2 separate regions of the Xenopus tropicalis genome follow, and region 1 is linked to region 2. A link is a contact called in public Hi-C data. All regions are on one chromosome and are shown on one strand. Each heading gives the region's core, a stretch centred on a gene start, on an enhancer-like site or on the middle of the called end of the contact. The rest is flanking DNA. Distances are from core to core; before and after follow the strand shown. Region 1 holds the start of six2 (SIX homeobox 2). Region 2 has its middle 11 kb from the start of six3.

Region 1 (6,641 bases), core at 1,703-4,202, 63 kb before region 2:
TCCAGGTTAACTTCCCCTTTAATCATAATTAAGGCTGCCTTGGGCTGTTAAGATTTCTAACAAATGTATGAAGAAGAATCTAACATTTTCACTCTTCAATGGAGCTGGGTTAAAATGACCTTGGTAAAATGACATATTATGTTAAAGAGTTCTAGATGTTATTTATAAATAATTTACCCCATATCCCACCCATAGTCAGATGCCCATTGCCAGCACTTACCATGGGGTATCACCCTGGCTTCTACAGGAGTTCAGCGTCCATCTGGCACCACTGAGTCGCAAACAGGCAAGTCGCCCTCTCTAATATAGGTTCTGTGAGCAGATGGAGTTTCCCTCAGTGAAAGAGGGATAGGGTTACTGGGGCTTTATTCACTTATGTGCAAAGGCATTTTACAACCAACAATTAATGTCTTGAATGACTGGTACCCAGCAGTAAATGCTTCAGTGGAGCAGCCTTACCAGCCTTGGTTTGGAACTGTCCCCCAAATCGGTGCACTTTCTTTTTATTAAAAGGGAAAGTAAAGCCAAAAAAATATTTTTTTCTAAATGCAGATAAAAAGTATATGCTGTGTTTAGTAAATGAGACGCATTTCTGCGTTTCTAGTGCGCAGGTGTCAGTCGGCTGTTTGCCAGCCAAGTGATTATGGATTGGTCTCACCTGAAAAAAACTCCTGTGGTCTGAAATCCTCCTGTTTTCCCAAAACCTCACAGACTGCTCGTTAGTTTTGAACTTTGTTTTCTTTCATTGAATATAGGCCAAAACATGCAATATTCCCCTGGGTACTTATGATTAAAGGGGAAGTTAACCTGGAATTATATTGTCTTAAAAAATGTTTTTCCACTATAATAAGATAAGACTAACACACTACCCAATCTGCTCTCACAGTTGCAGTGCATTGGGCAGTGTCCTCTTAGGCTGCATTCTCCCCCTTAGATAGAGCCCCTGTCCTTTCTGCATGGAGACCCCCCCCCCTCCCCCCTACACACTTTTCTGTTCTGGAAATTTACTCCTCCGAAACCCCAGGTCACTGCTTGTACTGCAAATGCCACTAATGGGTAGAGTTGTCAATGCCTCTTTCTGCATAAAATAAATGGCCTTCCTGAGTAGGGTATAAATATGTTTATGTAGAATGTTCCTACCCTGCTGGAAACCAGTACCACAGGTACAAGAAAGCATCATCCCCAGCCTGTGGGGTATGTACTTGTACTCTCACAGATTTGCTAACATAGGTGCTAAAGTGCATAAGCGCAATTTCAAATAGCAACCAATTAACAAATAGCTTTGAACAGTGTAATATAATTTAGGGAAAATGAAAGCAAACATTGTATATTATGAATATTTGCTCATATGTTCATCCTCTCCCCCACCCCCCCACCCCCCACCCCTTGCCAGCTTACCTAAGGTTTGTGGGTGTTTTGTAGGAGTAAAGATATGTGTAGATATGTTTTACATCTCACTAGTGGGGGATCTACAGTGTGTATGTCAAAGGCACTAACTTGTATACAGCCTATAGGCTATGAGGCATGGTCTTTTACCAACAGATAGATGATTAATAGATACATATGGTAGATGACAGGTTAAATAGATAGATAGATAGATGATAGATAATAGATCGATTACATAGATGATAGATAGAAAGATAGATAGATGATGATGATGATAGATAGATAGATAGATAGATAGATAGATAGATAGATAGATAGATAGATAGATAGATAGATAATGATAGATAGATAGATAGATAGATAGATAGATAGATAGATGATAGATAGATAGATAGATAGATAGATAGATAGATAGATAGATAGATGAAAGATTAATAGATAGATGATAGTAAGGGCACACGAAAGAAACCAATAGACAGAGGGATTATGCAATAAATAAAATATTAGAAAGAAATCATATATGATACATAGATGACATACCTAGATGCTTCATAGATACAGATAGTAGATAGATAGATAGATAGATAGATAGATAGATAGATAGATAGATAGATAGATAGATAGATACATAATAAATAGTAAGAGCACAAGAGAGAAATCAATAGACAGGGATTATGCAATAAATAGATATAAGAAATAAATCATATACGATACATAGATGACATACAAAGATAGGTAAGCGCAAGACAGATGTATATTGAGATAGGAGATATGTTACTATTATTAATAAAGAGGGAGAAATAAACAGCAGACAGACAGACAGACAGACAGAAATAGAGAGAGAAATTATCCCCCCAGTCCCCCAGCAGAAATACAAAACACCACCATATATTTTTTAAACTGAAGCAGACTTTGGGCCTGACAGAATAGCAACATTTAAGTGTTTTTCCCTGTTATAAAGTCAAGAGAGGAGCAAACTGACCCCAGGAGTTTATAGTTTTATAAGAAAGGAGACTTGTTTTCAGGTTGGCAGTTGTAGTTCAGCAACAGCTGTAGGACCAATGTTTAAAGCTCCGTGTGTATTGCCCCCCCCTACTGCCCAACAGCGAGCTGTGCAAATAAACAATCATCATTATTATAAAGAGGCCAATGAGGGATCACACGCCTGTCACACCTCAGTTTCATTGCCCCCCCCCCCCCAGGGTGAGTAGGCTTTGGGCCTGACAGTATTACAGCGCCCCCCTCCTGTCACTCCCCCACCCTGCGCCCTGACTCACTGCTGCATCAATCAAAGCGAGGAAAGAAAATCTTTTGCTAATATTTCAGCTCCAAGGCTGCCTCTCAGTGTAAGGAGCAATCTGTCAAGCCAGCCCGGGAGCCTCCCCCTAGCAGATCGGGTTTCCCCTGACTGACAGGGTTACCATGGCAATTAATTTGACTAAAACTGTTGTCTTATCCTCGCAGTCCCCGGGTCAGATATCCGACCAATCACAGCGCGCACAATCATTTTTCATGCCAGTTTAGAATAATATTATTAAAAAAGGCAGCCAGACAACGGGTGCGCAGACTTTTACTGGCCTATTATCCGCCGCACCGCTGCGAAGTCCCTGCGGCGCCCACAAGAGAAGTCGGCGGAGCGGAGTCGAGCAGGAACGGCGCGGAGGGCAAAAGCGAAACTTTAACGTCGGAGAAAAGTTTCTGCGAAAAGGAGAAAGTTTCCCCGGTCCCATGGCTTGTGGATTGGTCTGAGGGGGCAGATTCCTTCGGAACTGGATGATTATAGCTGTAGGGGGGAGCAGCAGGGGGCCCCAGCCAGGATCATGTCGATGCTTCCGACTTTTGGCTTCACCCAGGAGCAAGTGGCGTGTGTGTGCGAGGTGCTCCAGCAGGGCGGCAATATAGAGAGGCTGGGGCGCTTCCTCTGGTCCCTGCCGGCCTGCGAGCACCTCCATAAGAACGAAAGTGTGCTGAAGGCCAAGGCCGTGGTGGCGTTCCACAGGGGCAATTTCAGGGAGCTGTATAAGATTCTGGAGGGGCACCAGTTCTCCCCGCACAATCACCCCAAGTTGCAGCAGTTGTGGCTGAAGGCGCATTACATTGAGGCGGAGAAGCTCCGGGGGCGCCCCCTGGGGGCAGTGGGCAAGTACAGGGTACGCAGAAAGTTCCCCTTACCCCGGTCCATTTGGGACGGGGAAGAGACCAGTTACTGCTTCAAGGAGAAGAGCCGGAGCGTACTGAGAGAATGGTATGCCCACAACCCCTACCCCTCGCCCAGGGAAAAGAGGGAATTGGCCGAGGCCACCGGACTCACCACGACTCAGGTCAGCAACTGGTTCAAAAACAGGAGGCAGAGGGACAGAGCGGCCGAGGCCAAGGAAAGGTACGAGTAAGTACCCACCGATTTGTCTTGCCATAGGCACCCAGTGGGTGCCAGGGTCCTACACGCCTGCCCAGTCACCGGGGCACAGGGTTCCACTTACATTTTGTGTGTGTGAGAGAGAGGAGTGACAATTGTGCCATGTACGTGTGCCAGGCATTGGTATCATGCATGTGTGCCAGCAACATGAATGTCCCAGGGCACAAAATGCCAACCCAGGGCATGTACAGTGCTCTTTATATTACCCATGTGTGCCAGGCATTGGTATCATGCATATGTGCCAGCAACATGAATGTCCCAGGGCACAAAATGCCAACCCAGGGCATGTACAGTGCTCTTTATATTACCCATGTGTGCCAGGACTGAGAGTGACAGTCAGAAAATCGCACCATGCAGCACTCATATAGCAACACAATGTACCACACACACACACACACCGATGTGCCAGGGGGTACCAGTGTAACACACATCCACTTAAAGCATATATATGTGCCAGGACATAAAGTGGCAGAAGCTTTAGGGGCCCTATCTCAGGGCCCAAATGCGCTATTTCCCCGCTATATACCCCGCATATAACGTTAAACTAAAGCCACATATTATAGCAGTGCTTAATAAATAACCCACACACACACACACGAATCCAGAGTGATAATAGGAAAATATTGTGTTTAAATTGTCTTCAAAACATTGTCCTCTGCACTTGAAATAATCCAGGCATCTTAAATAACTATAGTTTATATGACAGCTAAATTCACAGTGCATAGCAGCACAGTAACTGACAGATAGGCCTGCCTATAGGGATATGTATTAGGTATTGCATGGCCTGTATAACTATCCCCTGCATGTCACCCTTGGGTGCAAATAGTACAAAATGTCATATTGTTAAACTGAATCAGGTGTAAAATATAACCCCTATCCTACCCATGATGTGCCCCCCCCCCCCCCCCCCAGTTTAGCCTGTGTCTGTATTACAGCAGTATGACTGGGCTGAGGCAATGCTTAATGTGGGCCTAGCAGTTTACCCAACCAGAACCACCCCATACTATATAGCAATACCGAATAAGGCAGAATCTACACACAGACACCCCCACCACCTACTCCCTTGGCTCTGCTGCCCCTTTACATACCATCTTTCTCTATGAATCAGGATCCATGCAAACCCCTGAACCCCAACATCCTACCCCTCTGCCAGGAGTGCCAGATACTGTCATAGGGATCTACATGTCTCACCTGAACACTAAAGGTTCCTAATGACTGTGGCCTGGACTCTCACCATGTCACCCAATGGGTCAGGCCACATATGCACAAGGGGACAGATAATAATGTGAACTCCCTTCTTTAGTTGGGACTCCTGGGGCAGTTACTTGTCTCTCAGATCATTTGTGCAACATTGGGTCACTCATAATTATAAGGCTACAATATAACAACATGCACTATATATCTCCTTACATCTATGGAACATGGAGGATTTCCTATGATATTTATATATAGAAAATGTCAGTAATTGGTGAAGTTAACGTCATTCACATCTTTTAATGGCATGTAAACATAAAAATACAATTTAGCCCAGTGACATAAGAATAAAACCTATATCTTAAACTTCTCAAAAGTCATGCAATAAACATTTTCAGTGATTTTCAAATGTATTTGCGATTGTAAATTGCAACTGAAAGAATAATCTGCTGAACTGCTGCTTCTGTCTCCTGAAACAATGTAGCAGCACAGCATTTGACTGGATTAATTCCACTTATTATATAATATATTTTATTTATTAAAAAAAAAGGCTCCTGTACTCCTGTAGCACCCAGGGGTAACTGTATATCCAAAATGTCGGTCATTATAGTGATGGGCCTGTCTGCACTATGTAATTATTTGACTTTGGTCAAATCGCTGTAATTAATGATTGGTTAATGCCTTTCATGAAATATATATATATCGCTTTAATAAAATATGTATATATATTTATCTAGATCTAATCAGTATAACATTCTGTTAAAGCGATCTAAAAAACATTTCGCCAATGTGTATTGTTTACAGCAGATAAATATAAATAATTGCTAAAACAAATACACATCGTTTAAAACTAAAACTGCAAATAATATAAAATAACTAAAACTGACAGCATTTGTAAAACTAGATCTTACCATACTGGGCTAGTATATATATATATATTTGTTTTTCGAGAATAAATATGGCTCGGCAGCAGCGACACCGTTTTACTTTTTTGTTGTTTTACGCTTTTATTTATTCTATTTTTATTCCTTTATTTTGCGGTATACGATCTCCTTCTGATCGAATGCAATCGCTGTAACCAAATACCCAACTGCCTTGCGTAGCACAAACTCAGCTGGGATATAATGATTTTCCCGTTTCCACTGAATGAATTATTGTTGAAATAATATTTTTTAGAGCCTTCATTATTACCCTTTTATGTATCTATAGAATCATGGGTTTTAAATGAATTAATCCGATTTTTTTTTATTTTTTGTAAATCATCTGGTTACACTTCCTTGATATTTAATACGAAGTTTATGGGAAAACAATGTATCAGATAGAAAAGTTACATGTGTTGCCAGCTGGTTAAGATACAGGCTGGGGAATAAGCACAATAATACAAGCGACTATTGATGGTAGATCGTAGAAAAATGCTAAATAAATAAATAAGTAAATAAATACGAAATAAGACAATTCACGAAATTACTGAAAATGTTTTTTTCATTTGAATAAACCTTAGGAGCTTTTATAAATAATGTTATAGAGAATCCTTTTTATGTTTAATAAATATACGACATAATTCACAATTAGAAATAGTCATAATTAAATATTTGTAAACACAGTAAATAAATAAACAGTCTCTGGGCTTTTGACGCTCCAATGC
Region 2 (6,892 bases), core at 1,384-3,883:
CTATTGATCCAAAATATATGAGCTTTCTCTCCCAGCGTTGAAGATTCCAGCAGTGAAAAAATAGTGTATTACGATTCTCAAATAGCAGCTGGGTTCCTTTCTCAATTCTTTATCGTCAGCTGATCGTTGAAATCGGTTTTAAAACCATTATTTTTTTTTTTTATTGTTGTTTTGTGTCATGCTCTTATCCTTCCAGTACTGTTGGGGGGGGGGGGGGGGTTAAAAAATGAGGTCTTTCTCATTTCTGTCTTTAACGAGATATACTCTAGATGGGCTGGCAGGGGGGCACAGCAGAAAGGAATGATAAAATTTGGAGTAAATCTATAAAGAGAGAGAGAAAAAACAACTATCAGTATCAAATCCTTACATCACCCATTTGAACCCTGGAATACTCCATGTACAGTGATAAAAGAAAGTGACTATTTGGTTTAACATTCAGCAGGCATTGCTATCCCTCTAGTCTGCTTAGCCAAAACACAGGGCAAACTGTAATTACTAATGTCTTCTATCATTAAAGATCCCTGCTGAGAATTTCTGTTTAATAATGGTCTTAAATGAGTTATGATGGTAAATACTCATCTGTAAATTCCACATCTAAAAACCGTCTCCATCCTGGAAGGGCTCCAGTAATCTGCTGTAATACAGCAATGGTTATCGCAGGCTCCCATCTCATAGCGGATTGCGGGCTGTTTTTGTTTAAAGAGCGCAGAGATGTGTTAATTAAAAATTAGCCTATAATTTGTTTGCTTTTTTGGCATATTCATAACAAGTAATTAGGCTGTTACACAGAGCAAATAGAGAGTTCTATTAGGGAGCAGTGTTTCCAAATGTGTTTCTTCTGAAAAGGCAAATATTACAACTAAGGGCATGGGAAATGTAAGCAGAATGGTTCAAAAAGAAATATATAAAACAAAAAAAAAAAACAGTCATGTTATGGGTTTTTTTTCTCTGTAAACGCGCAATTATAGTTTGTAAATGTACATAAGGGTTCTCAGTCAAGAGGTAAAGTAGGGGGGTGACACCATGACACCCCCTTCATCCTTGACTTTTTTTTTTTTTTTACGAATAATCAGTTTGTTTCACTTCAGAGAGAAATGGATATTGTTGTAAAATGTCTGTTTCATTTTGCCTCCTCTGCTAACCTTTCATGTTTAATGAATTAATCAGAATGGCAGGCTGCTCTCAATGCTGGAAGAATTATTAAAAAAAAAAAAAAAAAAAAAAAAGAAAGAAAAATAGAAGTCTATGATCCCATCTGCCTATGGTTCTAAATTAAAGTTCATACAGGCAGCTTATATTCTACTGATCCAATATCATAGCCTCTTGCGACCCTTCAATTACTATTTAATAGAATTAAAGTTTTAAATCCTTATAGTCTCTCTCAGCACTGATTTACCAGTCGGATTTTGACATCACCTATAATGTTACAGGAAAGCTTCATTTTTAACCCCATTGCTTCCCATAGATTCCTGGACCCCTTTGGGGTCCAGGAATCTATGGGAAACAAGGGGTTAAAATGGATGTATGAGATTTAATGAGTTAAACAATAATCTGCACAGTACAAAAAAAATGGGAAACAAGGGGTTAAAATTGATGTATGAGATTAATGAGTTAAACAATAATCTGCACAGTACAAAAAAAATGGGAAACAAGGGGTTAAAATTGATGTATGAGATTAATGAGTTAAACAATAATCTGCACAGTACAAAAAAATGGGAAACAAGGGGTTAAAATTGATGTATGAGATTAATGAGTTAAACAATAATCTGCACAGTACAAAAAAATGGGAAACAAGGGGTTAAAATTGATGTCTGAGATGAATGAGTTAAAGAATAATCTGCACAGTACAAAAAAAAATCTACCATATATTTATCCACATATTATCCTTGAATGTCAGGATGCCATGTAGGATCTAGAGTTTCACTCGGAATGATCTCTTTGACTTGTCTCTGGCAGGTTCAATTATGACTGGTGAATTAAACTGTGAAAAAAGAAATGATGTTCAGACAGGTCCTTCTGCCAGGGCCCAAAAAAATGTCAGACATTTATGACTCAGAATCAGACAAATTATCATTAAAAAAAATAAATAAATAAAATAAAAAAAAAAGGGCCAGAGGCAAAGAAAGGGTTAAGTCGCTGCTCAAGTAACACGCATAAAGCTCAGTGCAATGGGCATGGGGTCCATATGTAGGTACAGGGCAGCCTGCTGTTGTAGTAAACTCTGTACCGTGTGTAGGCAGACTGTAAGCTCTTGGGCAACAATCGTGTTAGCGGCTATGTAATAACAGGGAATAATGTGGCTGTAGGAACTCCATTGCGTTGCCTGGCTGGGCTTCAGCATTTGGCGACTCCCTGCGCCCTGAGCTCATGTATTAATCAGCCTATTTCTCTTCTGCGCATTAGGAACCCGGGATCCGACTCGTCAGGGCCAAATGTATCACCGAGGATTTGTCTTTGCGCTCATTAGCATTGTCTGGGGTGTTGCATCAGTCGCACAATGTGTGAGTGTGTGTGTGAGTGTGTGTGTGAGTGTGTGTGGGTTCTGCCTGTGCTTGTGTTCCCTACAACCCTGAATCCAGGCCAGTGTGATGTGGAACTCAATAAGAATTGCATGAATAAACACGAATGGGAAAACTGTGCTCAGCTAACCGAGGAAATCAGAGCACTAACAGGGCACCAACGTCCAACAAAGCCCCTCTCACTATGGCCTGGGTCTCTGTGCTACCCACCGGGCTGCTGGGTGGGGGCCCCACAAACACACCTCCTGGTGCAACGAATTATTAGATTGGTATTTAGATTGTAAGCTCTTTGGGATAGGGATTTATCTGCTGGCTGGGACATAAACTCCCGTTTAAATGTGTAACTGCCTTTATTGTGTTATTATTCTGCTTCCCAATTATAATTTTGTATAAAGATATTTATAATTATAATCCTAATGATGTTCAGTACAGCCACTACATAAATACGCGTTTGTGCTGTGCACTACAACTCCCAGCATCCCCTAACAGCCCCCAGGAGCTTACATTCAGTTACACGTGTTTGTTGCCCCTTTATTAATCACTTAGTGCTATCTAATTACCAGCTTTCAACCCAAGTATTTTTTTACAGTATTATATTTGAGATCTACATCTTTCAGATATTCCTGAGTCCATTGGGTTAATTTTTCCCGAACTGTTAAAGTGCATCGTGTTCTTAATTCAAATTGTGCTTTTAATTAAACTGCATACATTGTGCGACTGAGGCAACACCCCATGGGTTTATTTTATATCGTGTTTTGTTATATTTTTACAGATATTGCGTTGGCATTTGAGGGGTTAAACCCTCCCATTCTTGTTGTGTTACAGAACACCATCAATTAAATTCCCCGGATAATCCTAGATTTAACTCTCGTCCAAGTTGGCACTCGGTGGGTTTACCCTTTATTATACAAGTAAAAGTTATACATTTCCATCTTTTCTATATTTAACTGATGTCCAAGCTGGCATTTTGTGTGTTAATCTATTGCTGTTATTGTATTGTACAATATCATATTTAACAGTCATTTTTTTAGCATTACACATTTGTCTGGCACTAAATTGGTTACATTTCTATGTTCCAGAAATGTAGAACATCACATTTTAGAGAATTGCTGGCACTTGGTGGGTTAACCCTGTATGTCATTCAAGAAAAAAATGATCATTTGATAGATTAAATAGTCATAATGTGTCTGTGCTGCCTTTAACCCCCACTCCCAGAGCCAAGCCCCCCTCACCCCCCATTGTTGTCATTCTGATCAATGTTTTGGGGCTTATGGCATGTAAAGTTTATAGAGTAGAAAAGTAGATTTGTGCCATCTGTCTGCTAAGCTTGAGTATTGATCAGATGCACTTCAGCCAGTAATTCCATCCCCATGATCCCAGTCCATAATAATAATAATAACAATAATAAGGGAACTGGCCGGGCTGGGAAGGGGCTGGGGCGATCCTTATCAGTGACCGAGCCAGGAGAGGGGGTAATGCCCCTGCTTTGCTCCCTTTGATAGGCCCTATCTTCCCCAGGCAGATGGATTTGGTGAGGAGGCTTAAATACAGATTTCCCAAGATTTACACCTCAATCGACCATTGAAGTTGAAATGTAAATCCTAAAATCATCATTGTCTAGAAATAATTGTGCTGGGTGAATAAACAAGATATATTGCTGGGAAATATGGGGGGCAGTGTTGGGATTGGGGGGGACTCATTCTCTCCTATTGGAGGCTCCTTATGTGCGTCTGTGTGCGTCTGACTTATACATGTGTATGTGTGTATCTGCTTTATTGGTGTTTGGTATATATATATACACACACACACAAACATATGTCATGTCTAAAAATATGATTATATTATATATGATTATGTCACTCATTTATTGACAAGTAATTATGTAGTAAAAAAAGAATAAATGATAAGGATAAACAAGAACAGCAGAACTGTAAATCGCTTTAAATTATAGCAACACCTTCCCTTTCTCTAAATAAAATGAATGTAGGAAAAAAACTAAATAGATATATACTAGTGATGTACCCAGCTAGCTTTTGGCTGTGCGTTATAAAATATAAAATACACCGGGTTAAATAACATTAGAGCCTGATATGGGGGACTTGGGTCTGTAAATAAAATAAAACCACATTTACAGAGCCAGTTTGCGCTGCAGGTATTCCCCTATATATATATATAAATGTGTGTGTGTATAAATGTGCCGTGCTGGGCTGTAAAATGAAAACTGGAATGAAAATAATAAAAAAAGGACAAATGACAGGAGGAGGTTACACAAAGCGCTTATTATAAATAATATAAAAACCCGGCCACTCACTCCCCTTAGAGTTTGTTTGTTCAGCCCTAGAAATAGGAAAAAAGGAAAATCAGATTTGAAATCAAATTAAATCAATCACAAGTTCTAGGCGGCCTTTGTCTCAGCAAGCTACAAATGGTTAACCCAGGGCAATACTGAGCTTTAATAATCCCAGGACCTACTAATAACCGCCCTAAATAGCAGCTCGTTTTACTTACATCATTTACACTCCAAATGCCAATTCCGATGTTTATTTTTTTTGGTGATAAATAAGCGGCCTTGTAATAACGAATTCAATCTTTCCTGTTTCATTTTTGGATTTAGATTAAATCTGTTCCATTTGCTGGATAAAGAAAAAAAATAGCTCCTGTAAGAAATTCCCAGTATAAAAGAAAGCAAAAAAGGTGCCAAAGTGGGAGTCCTCAGCCTGGCAGCGAAGGTGTTAATGCACAGGACGGGGGGGGGGGGGGGGGGGGGCACCTACTCATTATCAGCCACAAGGAGGATCGGAAATTAAACATTTGTGCTGAATGGGACACACAATTTCATGCACATTCCCCAAACCCAAAAGGTAGAGAGGAAGAGAGAGAGTTGGAAATAGTAAATTCAAGTAAAAACAAGTTGGGAATTGTGTGCGTAAGTGCCGGTCGGATGGAGAGCCCCTGGCAAGGGCTAAAGTTGAATGCGAGAGGTGGTGCTCCGTACAATACAATGTTCTCAGGGCTGCAGGGGGGGAGGAGCCGCCACCTGATTAGTCAGGGACTTTATTTTTACTTTCATTAAATACTACAAACAACTTGAGGAAAAAAAATAAAGAATGCGCTTAAGCTGCTCAGAGAAAATGTGTAAAGTCCATAAACACTGCGGTGTGTGTAATACAGTAACTTCCCCTCACATTACTACTTGTCTGGCTTTATCCAAGCGATTCTGCTGCGATGTTGCACTCAACTTGTTGCTATAGATTTTTCAGACGATATGGCACAGCGGTCAGTGTGTAACCTGGGGCAGTAATGTTGGCTTGTAACCTGGGCCTTCTGCTTGTATTTATGTGTAACTGACTGAACTACAGCATTCCTTTATTGTAGGTGGGTGCAACTGCCAGCTGAGATCTGTAAGGTTAACAGCAACTTACTACCTGCAAGTTCAGCAGCATTGATATCAAGGATACAGTTTGTCTTCCTGCCATACTCCTACCCTTATCTCTCCCTACTATACCTGCTATCCCACAGGCCCAGTCCCTTCCCAGAGGCTATTATCCCACTGCTACTATAGGCACCATCTCTCCCTACTATACCTGCTATCCCACAGCCCCAGTCCCTTCCCAGAGGCTATTATCCCCCCACTGCTACTATAGGCACCATCTCTCCCTACTATACCTGCTATCCCACAGGCCCAGTCCCTTCCCAGAGGCTATTATCCCACTGCTACTATAGGCACCATCTCTCCCTACTATACCTGCTATCCCACAGGCCCAGTCCCTTCCCAGAGGCTATTATCCCCCCACTGCTGCTATAGGCACCATCTCTCCCTACTATACCTGCTATCCCACAGCCCCAGTCCCTTCCCAGAGGCTATTATCCCCCCACTGCTACTATAGGCACCATCTCTCCCTACTATACCTGCTATCCCACAGCCCCAGTCCCTTCCCAGAGGCTATTATCCCCCACTGCTACTATAGGCACCATCTCTCCCTACTATACCTGCTATCCCACAGCCCCAGTCCCTTCCCAGAGGCTATTATCCCCCCACTGCTACTATAGGCACCATCTCTCCCTACTATACCTGCTATCCCACAGCCACAGTCCTTTCCCAGAGGCTATTATCCCACTGCTACTATAGGCACCATCTCTCCCTACTATACCTGCTATCCCACAGCCCCAGTCCCTTCCCAGAGGCTATTATCCCACTGCTACTATAGGCATCATCTCTCCCTACTATACCTGCTATCCCACAGGCCCAGTCCATTCCCAGAGGCTATTATCCCCCCACTGCTACTACAGGCACCATCTCTCCCTACTATACTTGCTATCCCACAGCCACAGTCCCTTCCCAGTGGCTATTATACCCCCACTGCTACTACAGG

Evidence for each region. A called contact is a pair of places that touch in the nucleus more often than the background predicts.
Region 1: a Hi-C map of neurula embryo shows a contact between it and region 2, with 2.3 times the contacts expected there. The contact joins the promoter of six2 here to the enhancer-like site in region 2. A contact is called at or near these places in 3 of 5 Hi-C or Micro-C datasets (gastrula embryo, neurula embryo and tailbud embryo).

Annotation. Positions count from the first base shown.
Region 1 is chr5:19,210,411-19,217,051 of UCB_Xtro_10.0, reverse strand. six2 (SIX homeobox 2) reads left to right here and starts at 2,952. Exons shown (of 2, transcript NM_001100275.1): 1 at 2,952-3,772. The coding sequence starts at 3,207.
Region 2 is chr5:19,146,947-19,153,838 of UCB_Xtro_10.0, reverse strand. No RefSeq gene overlaps it. Among named protein-coding and RNA genes, the nearest start is that of six3, 11 kb to the right of the region's middle. Within about 2 kb of position 2,633, at least 1 of the 11 cell types and tissues checked has an H3K27ac peak or open chromatin away from gene starts, as enhancers often do. A contact at or near this core is called in neurula embryo, where this site is marked.